2 separate regions of the Mus musculus genome follow, and region 1 is linked to region 2. The links are chromatin contacts, called in public HiChIP or PLAC-seq maps. All regions are on one chromosome and are shown on one strand. The core of a region is the stretch at or near the end of the contact, and the rest is flanking DNA. Distances in the headings are between cores, read along the strand shown. Region 1 has its middle 110 kb from the start of 4930449C09Rik. Region 2 holds the start of Pvt1 (Pvt1 oncogene).

Region 1 (3,862 bases), core at 1,036-3,535, 1.6 Mb after region 2:
CTGTATCAAGAGACTGACCTGTGCCTGAAGCAGCCAGATGCCATGGACCTTGTGGGAAGAAAACAGAGCAAGCAGAGACTCTGGGCTGTTGGTATTTCAAGGGCAGATTTTTATAAGTCAGACGTATTCATATCTTGTTGAGGCCCTAATTTGCCAGTGATGGAAGAAATGAGGAACTTTGGCCTCTGGCCTAGATTCACATAACTCTTCTCACCCTATAAATCCAGTGAGGCTGGAGAAAGTTTTTCTGACTGTATATACGCTTACAGTCTAAGAATCCTTTACCTTTTGAAAGGTGCCAATGTGGCTACATACAATTCAGGGCATTTAAACTAAAAAAGAAAATCTCTTTTCCAGAAGCAAGTCTGTAGGCCAGAATCCTAAACATTTCACCAATGTATAGCCTGTCCATATTCATGCTATCACTTACCATTGCATTCACAGTTAGTTTACACTTGTATGCACAGTCAGTTAGCAAGTGTGAATTCTGAATGAGCTGTGGTTAGGCATCAAGGAGACAGTGATGCCATGATATTCACAGCCACTGTCCTCATGCATCTTACATAGTTAGGAGACTATGAGAAATGCCCCAAAATGGCACCCCTGAGTAGACATTGAGGATTAAGTAATAACAAACTGAAAGTGAATTTGCAGTTGCCTTTCTACTCATTCTCTGTGTGGTCACTGCACCTTTGGTACCCTTTTCTTAGAGCTTCCCTCACTCAATGTATTCTTTTCCATCTTTTTTTAAATTTTGTTAAGTTTTGATATAAAAAAAAAAAACCTATCTATACACATGGACTTTCTGCTTCTGGAGGCCAGCGAAAAATTCTATCTATCTCATAATCTCCCACATTTTCTAGAGCCAAGAATCAAGATAGTAGATTTGGGTTGAAATTTTGGATAAATCAAAGGGTCAAATGTTTCATCAATCTGCCAGTCAATTTTAAGTATTACTGACAAAAGCATATCCATGAAGTCTTTCATTTGTAATGTGTGAGACTCTAAATGCAGTTAGTTGGTGATCAATGAAAATTTTAAAGTTACATGCTTCCGTCCAAGCACATCATTGCAAGTCATTTGTCATGTGTTGCACAAGGGATCTGTCAGAAGTGATGCAGAGTGTCGGTTAAGACAGACGGGCCTTTCCATAAATAACCATAAGATGCTTGTGGGTTCTGAGGCAGGGGCACATCTCCCACTAGCTGGAAGAATCAACGAGGCTAATCTTCACTGAAAACTGAAGTCTGGCTGCAGTTATTAGAAATAGCTCTCCTCCATGGAAGCTGGACTGGCAGGCAGGCAGGGAAGGATCCAAAGATTGTGTCACAGCTGAAAAGGAGCCTGCCAGAGAACATTCAGTTTCCAAATACATACATGAAGCATTGAGTAATAGCTTCGCTCTCCAACTTCATTTCAAATGAATCCAGTTTTAGACTCGAAGCCATAAAAGTTGCACCAAACCTTTTTGAACCTACACGCTCAGAGTGCTTTCCATCACTCCGTAAAACTTCAGCCAACTCACATTTTGAGCCCAACAGCACTCCCCAAGCCCTGAAATATTAGCCACCCCACACCACCCCACACTGGGAGGGGTCCATATTTCTACCTTTTTGTACACTAGTTAATGCAACCAAACATTGAGATATCATGAGCTCCTGTGACATGCCCAATGCTGAGCTATGCACTGGTTCCTAATGATCTCCTTTTCTTGGTATGAAGACATTATTAAATAGCTCCCTTCCAGCTGTCAGGATGTTGAGAGAAACATTGACTAAGTCACTTGGTTAGGGGAGCCCAAGTAAGGAGCAGTGTAACCAAGCATTCATTGCTTTCCCAACGCAATGGCAACAGTGCCTAACATAGACTTCGTAAAGGAGGGAGGATTGTCTGAGCTCATCGTTTCTGAAAGGTTAAGTACAGAGTGATTGTAAAAGGCATGGCAATGCCACACGTGGTAGCAAAACTCCACAGAGGTCTCTAGTATTTCAATGGCTAGGGGGAGCAAGGATCAGGAAAAATTAGGGATGCAGAATTAGTGGGACTCTCAGAGGCATACAGTTTACCTATTGCCCCTTTTGTAAAGCCTTCTGTTTTCTTTCATGCATTCCTATCTAAATTGTTACTTCTTTGAAGGAGGTTGTGGGTAGGAGTTGCACAGAAGCCTTTTATGACCCTCTTTCCCAACTGTGTGAGTCTGCAGTCATCGATACCGCTGCAAAAGTGGGTTTCTTGCCCTTTATAATCAGCAGCAGTGTGGATCCTGGACTTCGACATGGTTTCCAGCATACGCAGCACGTGCCATAGACCTCAGCCTGGTCTCTGGTGGCAGTGCAGACCACGGACAGGGCCCTCTGCCAAAGGGAACTCTTAAAAATTGTGATAGGGATGCTAAAATGTAGCTCTCCACAGTTGATGGCTTCTGGTGGGATCCAAGTGGGAAGGACTTGTTTTGGGTTTTTTGATGTTTTGTTTTGTTTTGTTTTGTTTTGTTTTGTTTTGTTTTGTTTTTTAAGGCCTGGCCCCTGGGAGTTTGACTGTGACACACTGAGTATACAACAAAAATTGGACTTTTTTTTTTTTTTGATGAAGGGGGTAGTCACAAGGGTGGGGGATGGACCTGGGAGCACTGAAAAGTGAGTGTGATCTGGGTGCATGATGTGAAATTCTCAATCAATAAAAATATTACTCTGGGACAAAAATAAAGGTCTCCCATTTTGAGACAATACATCCATTTTCCACCCTTAAAGAGTTTATGTTTTGTTCTCTCCTAAAAGAATGATGGCCTTAACAAAAAGATCCTTCAAGGCTGAGAAATGTATGTCACTTTACTGAGATCATTTTAGGATACAAATGGACTTTAACAATAATTTATCATTGTTCTGTATTACTTGGGAAGGAAACAAATGCTGAAGAGCAGGTTTTGTTTGTAGTTTTATAAAAATGCATGAGAAAGAGCTACTTTGTACAGTGAAATCTAGGTTTTCAAATGCCCCCAGAGGACTAAAGGAAATGGCTCCTTGGACCCTTATTACACCGAGAACTCGAAGCATCTCCAACAGAGAAGCACTGCTTCCAAATCCTTTAACTCCCTAGAGTTGAGCCTGGGGACCCTTTTCTCATTATCCAAATACAAGAAAGACCCTTTCTTATGTTTTTGAGTGAATGCATGTTGATTTTCTGCTACATGCAACATACCATTAAAACCAACAAGAAGTTGTCATATTTGTCACGTGAATACTCTCCCATCTTAAGCATTTCCTCTTTTAGGAAAAAGATAAATTCTACCATGATCTTTACCATGTTAACTCTGTTAAGTTCTTTCCAGGCACCTCCTTCAAGCAGTCCTCCCATCGACCATCAGAAATACACATCTTTAACTCTTAAGTGATAAAGACAGCGCTTAGAGAAAAGAATCAGCTCACATAAGCAAACAAGTAAGAAAGCTTAGACTGAAAACTGTCCAGATTTGCCTAGAGAAAATTCTGTGCCTTCTCCAGATAAACTCAGGGACCATGAGCACTCAATGCTGAGACAGTCTGTCATGATGCATGGAATAGAAGAGCAGAGTTGACAAAAAAATATAGTGACAGATTTTCATACAGAAAAAAAATGTGTTGTGGTTGTACACGCACAAAATCCCTCACATGGGAAGTAGGAGCAGGAGGATCAAGGAATTCAAGGTCAAACTCAGCACCATAGTGAGCTCAAGGGCAGCCTGGGCTATATAAAAACCTGCTAAAAGGAAAAGAAAAATAAAAGCAAATGTTCATGTATACACTCAGTCATTGTGTGAGTTTGTTTGAATGTAAGACCCATCACAAAGATTTTTTTTCTATCTCAAATATGAAATGTTAAAGGG
Region 2 (3,701 bases), core at 787-3,286:
TTTTTCTTTTTTTTTTTTTTTTGACAGGGTTTCTCTGTATAGCCCTGGCTGTCCTGGAACTCATTTTGTAGACCAGGCTGGCCTGGACCTCAGAAATCCACCTGTCTCTGTCTCCCAAGTGCTGGGATTAAAGGTGTGGGCCACCATGCCCGGCACTGGAAAAATTTTTAAACATCCCATAAAAGGAAGCCCCACTCCCCAAAGTAACAACCTGGACAGAAAGCCTTCGAAGAGAATGCTTTAAAAAATGTGGTAAGAATGCTGAAGTGTAGCTCTCCACAACTTATGGCTTCTGGAGGGGGTCGGGTAGGTGGGGAAGGAATCAGTTTTCTTTAAGGAGCTGGCTGGTCCCTAGGAGTGTGGCCATACTCCAGTGGCTCTATGACTTTCCAGTGGTGGTGGTGGTGGTGGTGGTGGTAGGGATGTTCACAAAGGTGGGGAGGACTGACATGGGAGGATCGGGATAAGAGTGCTATTAGAGTGTATTATGTGAAATTCCCAAATGATATTTTTATATTATATCGGGGGAAAATATTAGCCTAAAATTAGCGCAGCAAAATTTAGTCCCAGGGAAGGGCAAACTGGGTCGAGACTAAAGCTGAATGAACCTGGGTGAAGGTCTTCAGCCGTTGGGAGGTCTAGTGTACAGGACTAACTGGAAGGAGCAGGTGGCATCTTCAGGGATTTGTTACTGAAGTTGTCTTTAAAACTGGGCCTCTGAGAGCCTGTGGTTGCTTCTCCCCAAGGTCGCAGCAGGTGGTTTGGGAAATGTCTGACACATCGAAAGCACATACAGACATAGAATTCAGAACCCTCTTCACTCTCTAGCACAAGAAGGAGATAATCTGAAGGAGATAATCGGAAGATCTGTTCGGTCACTCTCAGGGTGGAAACCAACCACACACAGCGCGATTATCCGTGCATATCGCACTGGCACACACGAGTATGGTAAATTTTCTCTTCAACAGAGACATCTTCATGTGGCTAAGAAGTAATGAAAGTGAAGACATTGAAGGGGGAACGTAGAGGGAGGGAGGAGATAAAGACTCTCTGAGAGATTGAAATAAAGTGAGGTATAGTGTGCTGAGAGAAGAGTGGACCCGCGTTACTTTCCGCGATCCTGGTATCACCTAGTTATGCAACCCGCTTTCCACAGGACTCCGGTTTCCCTCTAGGATCTGAGTCTACCTCATCTTTCATTCCCCTTTCTGGTTGTAGCACGTTGCCGCGCTTGACTAAATGGTACTAGAGACGTGCACCTGTTCGGTGCTGGATTGAATACAGCGAAAAGAATATCGTGGTATACGCGTGCCTTTCACACCAGCCTTCGTTCTTTGCAGAGGCTTTTGCACATTTGAGAGGTTAGTGTAATACCCTGTACGGACCAAGAATGGAGGATGCTGCAGACAGGTGGTCCTCTCTCAGCTAGAGTTTGCTTAGTACGTCCTTCTCTCCAGAACCACAGATGATGGATGGTACCCAGGACTGCTCTCAGATGAGAGTTCTGAAATAGAACAGATTCGGGGGGGTCTTCTGTAGGAACTACTGACCTATTTTCTGAGCAGTTTGGTCCTTTTAATTCACTGGAGTCTCCTTCCCTATCCGAAAAGTGGGAAGACTGCTAAGCTTCAAGGTGAAGGGGGATGGGATGTCTACCTTAAAAAGGAATAGTGTGGGGGAGGGGAGGGTGGGGAGGGGAGGTGGGAAAGCTAGTTGACCTCGCCTGGGCATAGCCCCAGGCTGTGTGGGACCTATGTAGGACCTAGGTTTGAGTGCAGCTAGAACCTCCCAGCCCAGGACTGACAGAGTGTGCTCTCTACTAGGGCCATCTGGGCATTAAGCAGCCTCAGTGGCACGCCACCTCCATGCGGTTCTCCTCTCAGGCTTGATGCCCCTTCATTGCCTAGGGCAGCAGGCAGAGGGGCGAGCTGGATCCCTCAGGTCAGAAACCTCCAGACACCAGGAGATCGGGGACACACGCGGCCTGCCCGGTGGCGCGCGCTTCTCCCCCTCCCCCGCGGCCGGGAGCGAGCCGCCGTGACGTCACGGGCCACCCGCCAGCCCCGCGCTCTACCAGGCAGAGCGCGTGTGGCCGCCGAGCACATGGACCCACTGGTCAAGCGGGCTCGGCAAGGCCAGGATGAAGAGAAGCTACGAACTTAGCATTCCCAGAGCCCCCCGAGTGGATATCCGCGTGGAAAGGATGTTGGCAGCCCCGGTGACCTCGGAGTCACGGCTGGATCCACCCTCTTGTAAGTTCCAAGTTTATCCCCTGGAAACTCTGGAGCCCAGGGATGCAGAGTCTGGATAGAGGAAAGTGGCTTTTGCATTCCCACGAGCGCGTGTTAACCTTGCACTTTTCCTCATCACTAGACTCGAGATTGCCAGAGAGTTTGGGTGTGGGTGAGAAGTGTGGGTGCGAGGGAGATTTCCCAGGATGGCCTCTACATAGAGGTAATTCTGGATTTATGCACTTGATCAAGAGCCCATTTCCTCAGGTCTAAAAGAGAGAGACGCCCCCTGCAATCAGCGCAGATTTGGGGCCGCTGATGTGGTTTGGAGGCCTCATTTACGAAACTGGAAGTCTGAGTCTAGTCTAGTGATGCTCCCTCCATCCTTGGCCAGCCCTCCTCCGAGACACCCCCTCGGGGCAGAAAGAAGGTGATCTCCTAAAACTCCCTGTGTCAGGAAACTTTCTGTGCTTTTGTATTGCGTTCCTGTGTTCGTGGAAGGCCCCCACGCCTTCATCCTTGCTAATTCTTTTTGGATAGCTTGTTGCTTTAACTAGATTGGCCCTTTCTTGGCTAGTATTTTCTGCTGTACCTATGAGTGGTGTGGGAGAACTGTGCAGACTTCCAGGAAGCGCAGCCATGAAGCTACATGTGCCTATGTGTAGACACATCATGGATTTTCTTACTAGTTTACTAGTGGGTGATAATCTGTCCTTTTGAGCTCTCCAGAACGTTCTAGAAGCTTAAGGAGAGAAATCACTTAAGAGAGTATAGGGAGAAGTGAGGTTTTTGTTTCCTTTCTGCTCTTGTGTTTTTAAGGGGTTGTTGTCATTTGACCTAGAGAAAGCCAAATGTGTGTGTGTGTGTGTGTGTGTGTGTGTGTGTGTGTGTGTGTGCCTGCCTGCTTGCCTGTCTGTCTGTCTGTTTGTCTGTCTGTGTGTCTGTGTGTTGGGGAGGGCTAAGGATGCAGGTCTCTGTTGAAGTGCATGTGGTAGGATGTTGCAGGCCTGTTTTGCATATGGGCAGTGACAAGTTTGGGCTTGTTCACTTGCACAGTCCTATGGTCATAGCTAGTCCTTCTTAAAGCTCTAGCCAGTGGGAAAGCGTTTGTGTTTCTATCCTTGGAGCTCCAAGTGGGACTTCTTAAAAGATTTAGAAGGAGCAAAGCTGTCAGGAAATCAGAAACGTCACATGGACTCCATGACTGGGAAAAACCTCGTGGTGGCCTGCTCTCAGTGCTTGGATGTGTGCTAGTTACATCTCGGAGGTGAGGATGTGCCTTACGGTTATTTGAACTCAACTAGGTTCATGATGGATCTGGTGAGACATTAAGGCTGGTTTAAGACATTGTGGGCTATTGTGCTGGGACCCCCACCCCACTCTGTTAGGGAGTGACTGTATGGGACTGCCTTGTTGTTTTGCCTGGTTAAGGGTGGCTGTTTCTTGCTGCTTTACCTATTGAGTGCAGGA

The links. HiChIP or PLAC-seq counts read pairs in DNA pulled down with a chosen protein or histone mark.
Region 1: an H3K4me3 HiChIP or PLAC-seq map of the SCID.adh cell line shows a contact between it and region 2, with 11 read pairs. The contact joins the enhancer-like site here to the promoter of Pvt1 in region 2. A contact is called at or near these places in 1 of 39 promoter capture datasets (the SN4741 cell line), 1 of 15 datasets of contacts at CTCF or cohesin (large pre-B cells) and 5 of 115 datasets of contacts at active chromatin or transcription factors (the 230-238 cell line, the NIH/3T3 cell line, the SCID.adh cell line and 2 more).

What each region holds. Positions count from the first base shown.
Region 1 is chr15:63,602,171-63,606,032 of GRCm38.p6, forward strand. No RefSeq gene overlaps it. Among named protein-coding and RNA genes, the nearest start is that of 4930449C09Rik, 110 kb to the right of the region's middle. Within about 2 kb of position 2,286, at least 22 of the 459 cell types and tissues checked have an H3K27ac peak or open chromatin away from gene starts, as enhancers often do. A contact at or near this core is called in the SCID.adh cell line and acute myeloid leukemia, where this site is marked.
Region 2 is chr15:62,035,950-62,039,650 of GRCm38.p6, forward strand. Pvt1 (Pvt1 oncogene) reads left to right here and starts at 2,037. Exons shown (of 5, transcript NR_132747.1): 1 at 2,037-2,252.